3 separate regions of the Macaca mulatta genome follow, and all the other regions are linked to region 1. The links are chromatin contacts, called in public Hi-C maps. All regions are on one chromosome and are shown on one strand. The core of a region is the stretch at or near the end of the contact, and the rest is flanking DNA. Distances in the headings are between cores, read along the strand shown. Region 1 holds the start of H2BC10 (H2B clustered histone 10). Region 2 holds the start of H1-2 (H1.2 linker histone, cluster member). Region 3 holds the start of H2AC6 (H2A clustered histone 6).

Region 1 (3,229 bases), core at 277-2,776:
GGACACGGAGGAGGTGGCTGAGGGAGAACACAGTCCTTGGAGCCTTAAAAAGGCTTACAGATAAAGCATATGAATGTAGCACCGGGAATTTTCATTTCTTTGCTCCAACTTCAGGCTATCCTGTTGCCTGTTCTTTCTCTTAAACCTCAATATGTTCAGCTAGGAAGATGGTAGAGTTCCTGATCTTGCCAAGAGGTAATATATATAGCTACGTGAAGTAATCCATTAATTATAAACTCAGTAAAATTTGTAAAGAAATTAGTAGAGTTGGAAGGGGGATAATGAGAACGTCTGGTAGCGATCTGCCATGGTTTAGAAATGCAACCAACAGAGGTGATTTCCTCCGTCAAATGCCGCTCCAATCATTTACAAGTTAACAACGAACTACAAGACGAATTTCGCTTTCTCAGAGCTTATTTTAGATTTAATACTACCCCAAACTTGATTTCCACCCGGCTACTCCAAGTCAAGGGCAATAGGATGTTAAAGTGAAACTAAAAGCGAAAACATAGCTTTAAGGTGGTGGTGTGCGGGAAGAAAAGTGGGGATCAACCTAGAACACGATTTTTCCTTAGCTGCTGAGTGAAATGTCTCATATTAAGCTGCATACGCACTTACTCCTTGGTGACGCTTACAATCTATAGGGGAAAAAACAACGAACCTGGACTTTTTGAGGGCAGTCTCGCTCTTATACCCCAGGTTTGAGTACAACGGCTCGATCTCGGCTCACTGCAACCTCCGCCTCCCGGGCTCAAACGATTCTTCTGACTGCCTCCCAAGTAGCTGGGATTAAGTCTGCCACCATTCCCGGCTAATTTTTGTATATTTTAGTAGAAACGGGGTTTCACCATGTTGGCTAGGCTGGTCTCGAACTCCTGACCTCATGTGATCCGCCCTCCTCGGCCTCCAAAAGTGCTGGGATTACAGGCGTGAGCCACTGCGCGCGGCCGAACTTGGACGTTTTAGTAAACCCTTACTATCCCATGTGTTGCTTAGCCATTTTACCTTGCCAACTCTGGAAAATTACAGATCTTTAAACGACAACATGGGTGGCTCTTAAAAGAGCCTTTGGGTCGTTGGCGCTTTTACTCAGGTAACTATTTATTTGGAGCTGGTGTACTTGGTGACAGCCTTGGTGCCCTCCGACACCGCGTGTTTGGCCAGCTCCCCGGGGAGCAGCAGGCGCACGGCCGTTTGTATCTCCCTGGAAGTGATAGTCGAGCGCTTGTTGTAATGCGCCAGGCGGGAAGCCTCGCCTGCGATACGCTCAAAAATGTCGTTGACGAAGGAGTTCATGATACCCATAGCCTTGGACGAGATGCCGGTGTCGGGGTGGACCTGCTTCAGCACCTTGTACACGTACACGGAATAGCTCTCCTTACGGCTGCGCTTGCGCTTCTTGCCGTCCTTCTTCTGTGCCTTGGTCACCGCCTTCTTCGAGCCCTTCTTCGGGGCAGGGGCTGACTTAGCTGGTTCTGGCATGTTCGCAGCCGAAGTGACACCGTCAAACGACCACAGGGAAATGCTGGCGAGCCCAAACGCCCTCGTTATTTATTCCGTGTATATGCAAATGAGGCTTGCTGAGTTTCGGTTTCTGATTGGTTCTTTTAATGTCTGAACATACGATAGGCCATTTCTAAATTCCTAAATCTCATTGGCTCTCCCAGAAGCTCAACCTCATAATTTGACCTTTCAACTATAATTATGTAAGTCAGAAGTTTTTTTTTTTTTTTTTTTTTTAACTTTTTTTAAACATCTGCTTTTCGATTGGCTGAAATCTTTGTTCAGGAGATAGCACAGGCCACTTTACCGAATATAGATTATAGTAGTTTAGCTGGTTGCGTTTTACTAGAACCAGTCACTTTCCTTCTTCTAAACAATTATTTAAATACTTCACTGCGTCTGGATGTGGAAAGCAGGGCAGCAAAGCTGGCGCCAAGGCTCAAACACACTCTTCCAGGGCTGGTCTCCAGTTTTCTGTGGGCCGAGGGCACCGCCTGCTCCGCAAGGGCAACTACGGCGAGCGGGTGGGGGCCAGCGCGCCCGTGTACCTGGCGGCGGTGCTGGAGTACCTGACCGCCAAGATCCTGGAGTTGGCGGGCAACGCGGCCCGCGACAGAAGACCTGCGTCATTCCCCGACGCCTGCAGCTGGCCATCCACCGCGAGAAGCTCAACAAGCTGCTGGGCAAAGTTACTATCGCGCAGGGCGGTGTCCTGCCCAATATTCAGGCCGTACTGTGGCCCTGTCTATACAAGTGACTGACTAGGCGAACAGGACTAATGAGAAAATGTCTAATATCGCAAGTAAGTGCTTTAATGTATTCGGGAAGAAGCAAGTTCAATAATGTTTGCAAAACTGTGTAAAGTTTACATGGACAGGGCCACTCCAGTGTTCAAGTTACCCTGCAGAAGAGGCTAGTGGGGATGGTAGCCTGGAATATCAATAGGACCCAATGAAAAGTAAATGAGAGTCGTTGGAAAACCTAGTTAGTCTGTCCTTTAAAAATTCTCAACCGAAGCAAAACACCATTTGGGACAAAATACAATTCAGTTAACATTTGTTGCTCACTGTTTTATGTAGGTGACTTCTTGGCTTGTGATTTCCCAGGTACACCACCCAGGAATCCTGCCTTGTGGTCAAAAGTTTCTAGCTAGCGGCAGTTCAAGTTACTCCGGAAAACCACAGATAAACTTCTCAAAACGTGGTCCTCCGAATCTGGCCCCACAACACATCTACTGAATGAGAATTAGCGTCTTCCAAAGTCTTAAAGTAGTCGTTTACGGACTACAGCTTGAAAAGCGCAGAATTAGAATTTTAGGAAATTAACGCTCTTGGATCGCATACTAACAGAGAAGAGAGGATTAAAAAATGAAGTGATTTGTCCAATCAGACTTTCCAGTAATTCACCAATCACATCGTTGGACTCTTCAGCCAATGGTTTTGTTGCGCGGGACTTTTAAAAATCAGCAAGGCCAATTAGAATGTTTCTGAGTATATATAAGGGCAGTCGCCACTCTGCCAAATGGCTGAGTTTTTCTTCCAGTTAATCTGAGATGGCCCGCACCAAGCAGACTGCACGCAAGTCCACCGGTGGCAAAGCACCGCGCAAGCAGCTGGCGACTAAGGCGGCTCGGAAAAGCGCGCCGGCCACCGGCGGCGTGAAGAAGCCTCACCGCTACCGTCCCGGCACCGTGGCTCTGCGCGAGATTCGCCGCTACCAGAAGTCG
Region 2 (3,229 bases), core at 306-2,805, 210 kb after region 1:
GGACAAATGTTATTTAATAAAATAAGGGGGTCACCCTTAGTCTAAAAGATGTTTCACTTTTCATTCTTCATTGAACTCAATTTATAGGATACCTTTTGACTTTCCCACAATCTAAGGCTGTTCTCTAACACATATTTTCATGAAAACATATATTTGAGTAGAAATTGTTGGTGAGTTGTAATATTACCTTTGTCCCTAAATATAAATCCATAATTATATCAAAGGTATGGGCAGACAACTTACTTTGCCTTTAATCTCTAGAAAAAAATAGCAATTACTTGGGGTCGGAGAGTAAAATAAGTAGTGAACCTTAAAGTAGTAAACTTGAGAACAGAATAGTTTCAGAGGGGAAAAGAAGAGGTGATTTTCAGCTCATCAACAAAAGATCTTATAATAAATTACATGTTCTGGTACTTTTCCTATCTTTCTGTGTAAATTTTTGCTATTTAAAAAATAAATTTCAAATATATTGTTCATCTTAAAAGTCAAGAGTTTGTTTTATTAAAGTCAGTTGCTTTATTTGCAATTCAAAGATATATTTGAGTTTCAAACTGGAGATTGTCCTGTACGGTAACTTGTGTAAGGTGTGGTTATTGAAAGTAACCTCTAATTTTCATGGGCTGAAATTCATCTCTAATATTGCAATGTACAAAAATAAATAAATAAATAAATGCTTGTTTTCTTTGAAAACATATTATCTCAGTGCCTCTAACTGCCAAATCTATTGGCTTTCTTTGCAGGCTTAAGGGATCTCCCTTGTTCCTTTATTATCTCTATCTTGAGAGCCAGACCTCCTGCCTTACACAACTCAGAGGGGGACCTCAGAGCTTTTTAAAAAGAGCCCAATTTCTCGCCTGTAGAGAAGTGAAAAGGATGCCCCGCCCCCATCTATGAAAAGAAGGATTTGATGGTTTCAATGTCTTCAAATCAAAGATTTAAGTCTCTAGCCCCCCACCACACCGGACCCTACCAAGGCTCATGAACCCCCTCCCATCCCTCCCTAATTACTTTGGACTGGCCCTGGAATCCTTGTCCCAGTCCACAGTTCCTGTGCGTCTGCAGGAAGAATTCACACAGGACCTGTGTTACTTCCCTTGTGAAGAAACAGAATTATCATGAAAATTTAGGTGGAAACCATTTCGCTTTTTTTTTCAAAAATAAGGGAAGCATGTGCCCAACCACCCCTGGGAAAAAGAACTTTCAGGGGCAAAGGAGCGAACAGGTAATTTATAAGAAAAACAGAAAGTGGTCTCTGACTGCCCCAGACTTCCTTCGGAGTTGGGGGAATTGGGGACGCCTGGACGCGTTGTTTTTGTGGTTGTGGAAAAAATAAATGAAAAGCCTGAAGCCCGAGGCTTCTGAGATCCTTTCCTGACCAAATCCGGGTGATTTGGTGCAGGGAATTTTAATATTTTTCCCCTTTTGTGAGGTGGAACAAACACAACTTGGGAGCAGCGCAGCGACTCAGAGCCTGCCAGCCAGGCGGGCCACCAGAGCACCAATCAGAGCGCTCCTGCGCTCTATATATACAGCGGCCCTGCCCAAGCGCTGTTTCATCGGCGCTTTGCCACTTGTACCCGAGTTGTTGATCCTCAACATGTCCGAGACTGCTCCTGTCGCTCCCGCTGCCGCGCCTCCGGCGGAGAAAGTCCCCGTAAAGAAGAAAACAGCCAAGAAATCTGGGGGGCCGCCTCGTAAGGCATCTGGTCCCCCGGTGTCAGAGCTCATCACCAAGGCGGTGGCAGCCTCTAAAGAGCGCAGCGGGGTTTCTCTTGCTGCTTTGAAAAAAGCGTTGGCTGCCGCCGGCTATGATGTGGAGAAAAACAACAGCCGAATCAAACTTGGTCTCAAGAGTCTGGTGAGCAAGGGCACTCTGGTGCAGACTAAGGGCACCGGTGCTTCTGGTTCCTTCAAACTTAACAAGAAGGCAGCCTCCGGCGAAACCAAGCCCAAGGTTAAGAAGGTGGGCGCAGCCAAGCCTAAGAAGCCGGTTGGGGCAGCTAAGAAGCCTAGGAAGGCGACTGGCGGCGCTACCCCGAAGAAGAGCGCTAAGAAAACACCGAAGAAGGCGAAGAAGCCGGCCGCGGCCACTGTGACCAAGAAAGTGGCCAAGAGCCCAAAGAAGGCCAAGGTTGCGAAGCCCAAGAAAGCTGCCAAAAGTGCTGCTAAGTCCGTGAAGCCCAAGGCCGCCAAGCCCAAGGTTGTCAAGCCTAAGAAGGCGGCACCCAAGAAGAAATAGGTGGACGCCTGCTTCAAAAAACCCAAAAGGCTCTTTTCAGAGCCACCACTGATCTCAATAAAAGAGCTGGATACTTGTTTTTCTTAGTTGCCCTTGTTCCTTTTCTTGCTCGACCCTGCTCCTTAAGGTTAGTCGAACGGGAACCTTATAAGACAAATAAGTAACGGGGGTTCGAGAGTGGCCGTGGTGAGGTTACGGCGCTTAAACCTTTACTGCGACTTCCATGTCCCTGACTGCTGCTTCGAGGCGTTTCCCGCTGGCGGATGTTTTTGGGATGGCAGTCAGCCACGCCCCAGGCCTGTGAAAGGCAGAAAAGATCGCAAAACAAGAGCCAGTTTCTTCGTCTAAAGGGATATCCGGATTGGACTAAAAAATAATTCAAAAGTCCCGCCCTGCTCCTGGGTTGGTCCGTCGTTCTAGTCCATGACTTTAATTCTATATTTAATTGGATGGTGGCAGACGTTGCTTATTCCGTGTGTGTTGCTTCTCTGTGACTTGAAAGTTTTGCCTCTTGATATTAACGTTCGGGATTTCGGACGCTTTCCATGTTGTAGGTAGTCAAGTTGGTATCTCCTGGAGGTAGTGGCAACATCCAGCCCTGGGAGGAGAGTGCGTGCAGGTACCTTTGTCCTACATTCCTCTGCTGTTAATTTCTCATTCCTGTGGTAACAAAGGAATGCATTTGAATAAACAGCGGCAATAGCCCTTCCTCCACCCAAGGCAATCGTGGACCTAGGGAGCTTTTTGTTTCTCATATCATGCATGTAGTGTTCCGCTAAACTGACAGATTTGAGCGTATCGATTTTGAGCGTATCGAAAGCACAACTTTTAGCCAGCCATTTTGTCCTCGCTTGACGGTTACTTATCCTCAGTTTAGGCAGACATCAACATTTAAAAATCGAAGTTCTTTTAAACACATTTTGTTTGGCAGTCCAAGTGTTTCTACGCGGAGAACGATTTGTACTATTAACTAAAGTATATGGATAAATG
Region 3 (3,229 bases), core at 219-2,718, 150 kb after region 1:
GGGTGGGGCAGCTGTTACCAGAGACAGAAGCAAAGGTTTTCTTTTTTGGAGACGGTGTCTCACTCTGTTGCCCAAGCTGGATGACAGTGGCACGGTCTCGGCTTACTGCAGCCTCCCCCTCCCTCCCACCTCAAGCGACTGTCCTGAGTCAGACTCAAGAGTAGCTGCAATTGAAAGGTATGTGCCACCACGCCCGACTAGTTTTTGTTAATTTTTTTTAGAGACGAGTTTCATCATGTTGGCCAGGTTAGCGTCGAACTCGTGACCTCAGGTGATCCGCGCCCCTCGGCCTCCCAAAGTGCTAGGATTAGAGAGGTGAGCAGAAAGCAAAGGTTTTTGAGTGGCCACAGGCCCCAGTCTCCTTTTTTGGCTGTCCTGGAAACCTAGACGCTTGAGTCTCTTAAAATAAAACAGCACGTTGCGTGTCAGGCATCGTTCTAGAGTAGAGACATTAGTCTGTTTTTTAGACACCTTTCAACTTCCTGGTTAACTTTTAGACAGTATACTCTGCACTTTAGCAGGAATGGAACCTAGAAGTTTAACAGAATTAAGAAAATGAGGCTGCCTACAGCCTAAATTGAGAACAAAATAGAAGGGGGACTAGTCGGAGGGCCGAACGAGGTTACCGTCACGCTACAGTTTTGCCTTGAATTTACATTTTAAAAGCAATCAGTTTTTTAGATCACCAGGTATCCCTAGAATGTAAACTAATTAGGCACCAACTATGGTCGATCTTACAAAACACTAGACTAGATAGTTAGAATATAATGATAGCACATACGAACATTAGATCCTAACTGACCTAATAGACCAACCTTTAGTAACACCGTTCCCCAAAAAACTGAAAAGCAAGAATACACGTTGCTCCAGATTGAGATAAAATTAACTTACCTTAGTGCTTTTTTCCCTCGTACGTACAAGCAGTGAGGTTAGCTCTTCCTCTGAAACGGTAGGGGGGCTCTGAAAAGAGCCTTTGGGTTTGATAGCGTTTCACGGAAGCTCAGATGCCTGTCAAATCACTTGCCCTTGGCCTTGTGGTGACTCTCGGTTTTCTTAGGCAAAAGCACGGCCTGGATATTAGGAAGGACGCCGCCCTGAGCAATTGTCACCCGGCCTAGCAGCTTGTTGAGCTCCTCGTCGTTACGGATGGCCAGCTGCAAGTGGCGCGGGATGATGCGGGTCTTCTTGTTGTCGCGAGCCGCGTTGCCGGCCAGCTCCAGGATCTCGGCAGTCAGGTACTCCAACACAGCCGCCAGGTACACCGGCGCGCCTGCCCCGACCCGCTCTGCGTAATTGCCTTTGCGGAGCAGGCGGTGCACTCGGCCCACCGGGAACTGGAGACCAGCACGAGAAGAGCGAGATTTCGCTTTGGCGCGAGCTTTGCCTCCCTGCTTACCGCGTCCAGACATCTCAATAACACAAAACAGCACCAAAACAAGCAGTCCAAGCTCAGGAGAAAACAAACAAAATCGAAAAATGTGTAAAACATGGCTGCTTTTATAGGTAGTTGCTGGGGAGTAAATCCGACTTTTCGATTGGTCGGTAGCAAATACTAGTCAGGTAGCCAATAGAAAAGCTGCACTTTCATACCTCATTTGCATAGCTCGGCCCACGGATGACAACTCTGCAGTTTGTCTTCCAATTAACTAAGAGGTACTCTCCATCCCTCATTAGCATAAAGGCCCTATAAGTAGCAGAAATCCGTTGTTTACTTCCGACACATTTCTGGTGTTAAAGATGCCTGAGCCAGCCAAGTCTGCTCCCGCCCCAAAGAAGGGCTCCAAGAAGGCGGTGACCAAGGCGCAGAAAAAAGATGGGAAAAAGCGCAAGCGCAGCCGCAAGGAGAGCTACTCTGTTTATGTGTACAAGGTGCTGAAGCAGGTCCACCCCGACACCGGCATCTCTTCCAAAGCGATGGGGATCATGAATTCTTTCGTTAACGACATATTTGAGCGTATCGCGGGGGAGGCTTCCCGCCTGGCGCATTACAACAAGCGCTCGACCATCACCTCCAGGGAGATACAGACTGCCGTGCGCCTGCTCCTTCCCGGAGAGCTGGCGAAGCACGCCGTGTCGGAGGGCACCAAGGCCGTCACCAAGTACACCAGCTCCAAGTAAACTTTTCAAGTAAGCGTCTTAACACTTAACCCCAAAGGCTCTTTTAAGAGCCACCCACATACCCACTAAAAGAGCTGTGGCCTGACGCCAAAGTTTTATTTGGCGGCGGAAGAGTATTAGGGATTGGAGAAGGGTGGGGACAAGTTCTACAACTTAGAGAGGGACAAAGGGGCCTGAGCCTGGAAGAAACCAGCCACTAAAAATGGGTTTGGGGTCAATTCGTTGCGCTTAAATTTAAAATAGAGACAAGCGGCCATTTTGCTAACCCCGCGTTCCCGGAAGAAACTTCAGGCTCGCGTGGGTTTCGGACCCAGTTGTCTGTCCCTGTTTACGTCGCCTGGATGAACGGCTGCCGTAAAGTCATAATTTCGACATCAGTTTCTAGCCAATAGGCTGTCCTGTCATTTTTAATATTAACCAATCGAGAGAAAGCTGGTTTGAAGCCCTTATTTACATAGCGGACCGGAGTGGAAACCTGGGGAGTAACTGGCTAAGGAAGGACACCCACTCTGTTTTCGTGGCGCACACCTTCGTAATATACTGAAGGCTGTGTCTCCTTGGTTTCCAACTGCCCCGGTAATAAAGTCCTTTAACATAATACGTGTCGGTTTTGATAAGAGTAAGGCAGTAAGAACCTAAAGATGTAAGCACCGCGCCAGATGTTGCTTCATACATTTTATTCTATTCAACTGGTTTATTCAAGATTCAAACCAAATTTTACTTGAATCCCAGTGCTCAGCCATAAATGGTGTGTTGCCTGATTGAAACTTAAAATCTCTGTAGGGGGCTTGTAACATGCAGAAAAGGTTGAAAGTTGCTTTAGAAGAAGCCAACTCTAACTTGGGTAAATTGACAAGCATTCGAACACTGAACTGAAGGCCAGTAAGGACTAGGCGCTGGTTGGGAGAATGAAGAGGAGACGCCATTAAACTTAGCACATACACTGTGTCTCCTAGAAGACCTTCCCTTCCTAGACAACTGCAGGCTGCTTTATGGCCTGGGAAATACCACATTCCCTTAAGTATTTTACTCATGGTCTTTTCCAGGCAAAGATTTTAAGATGAAAGTTTAGAAGTAGTTTACCTATCTTTTTATTCAAGTCTAGAACACG

The links. Hi-C and Micro-C count contacts between places; a contact is called where the count stands out from the background.
Region 2: a Hi-C map of liver shows a contact between it and region 1, with 4 times the contacts expected there. The contact joins the promoter of H1-2 here to the promoter of H2BC10 in region 1. A contact is called at or near these places in 2 of 14 Hi-C or Micro-C datasets (fetal cortex germinal zone and liver).
Region 3: a Hi-C map of fetal cortex germinal zone shows a contact between it and region 1, with 2.7 times the contacts expected there. The contact joins the promoter of H2AC6 here to the promoter of H2BC10 in region 1. A contact is called at or near these places in 2 of 14 Hi-C or Micro-C datasets (fetal cortex germinal zone and liver).

Annotation. Positions count from the first base shown.
Region 1 is chr4:156,841,178-156,844,406 of T2T-MMU8v2.0, forward strand. H2BC10 (H2B clustered histone 10) reads right to left here and starts at 1,527. Exons shown (of 1, transcript XM_078000863.1): 1 at 1-1,527. The coding sequence starts at 1,482. The coding sequence ends at 1,102. LOC144340549 (histone H3.1) reads left to right here and starts at 1,758. Exons shown (of 2, transcript XM_078000862.1): 1 at 1,758-2,305; 2 at 2,583-3,229. The coding sequence starts at 3,056. It also overlaps H2AC10.
Region 2 is chr4:157,051,677-157,054,905 of T2T-MMU8v2.0, forward strand. It overlaps H1-2 (H1.2 linker histone, cluster member), which reads left to right and starts at 1,556. Exons shown (of 1, transcript XM_001084417.5): 1 at 1,556-3,229. The coding sequence starts at 1,598. The coding sequence ends at 2,239.
Region 3 is chr4:156,986,471-156,989,699 of T2T-MMU8v2.0, forward strand. H2AC6 (H2A clustered histone 6) reads right to left here and starts at 1,469. Exons shown (of 2, transcript NM_001193778.2): 1 at 892-1,469. The coding sequence starts at 1,409. The coding sequence ends at 1,017. It overlaps H2BC4 (H2B clustered histone 4), which reads left to right and starts at 1,717. Exons shown (of 2, transcript XM_001086167.5): 1 at 1,717-2,127. The coding sequence starts at 1,738. The coding sequence ends at 2,118.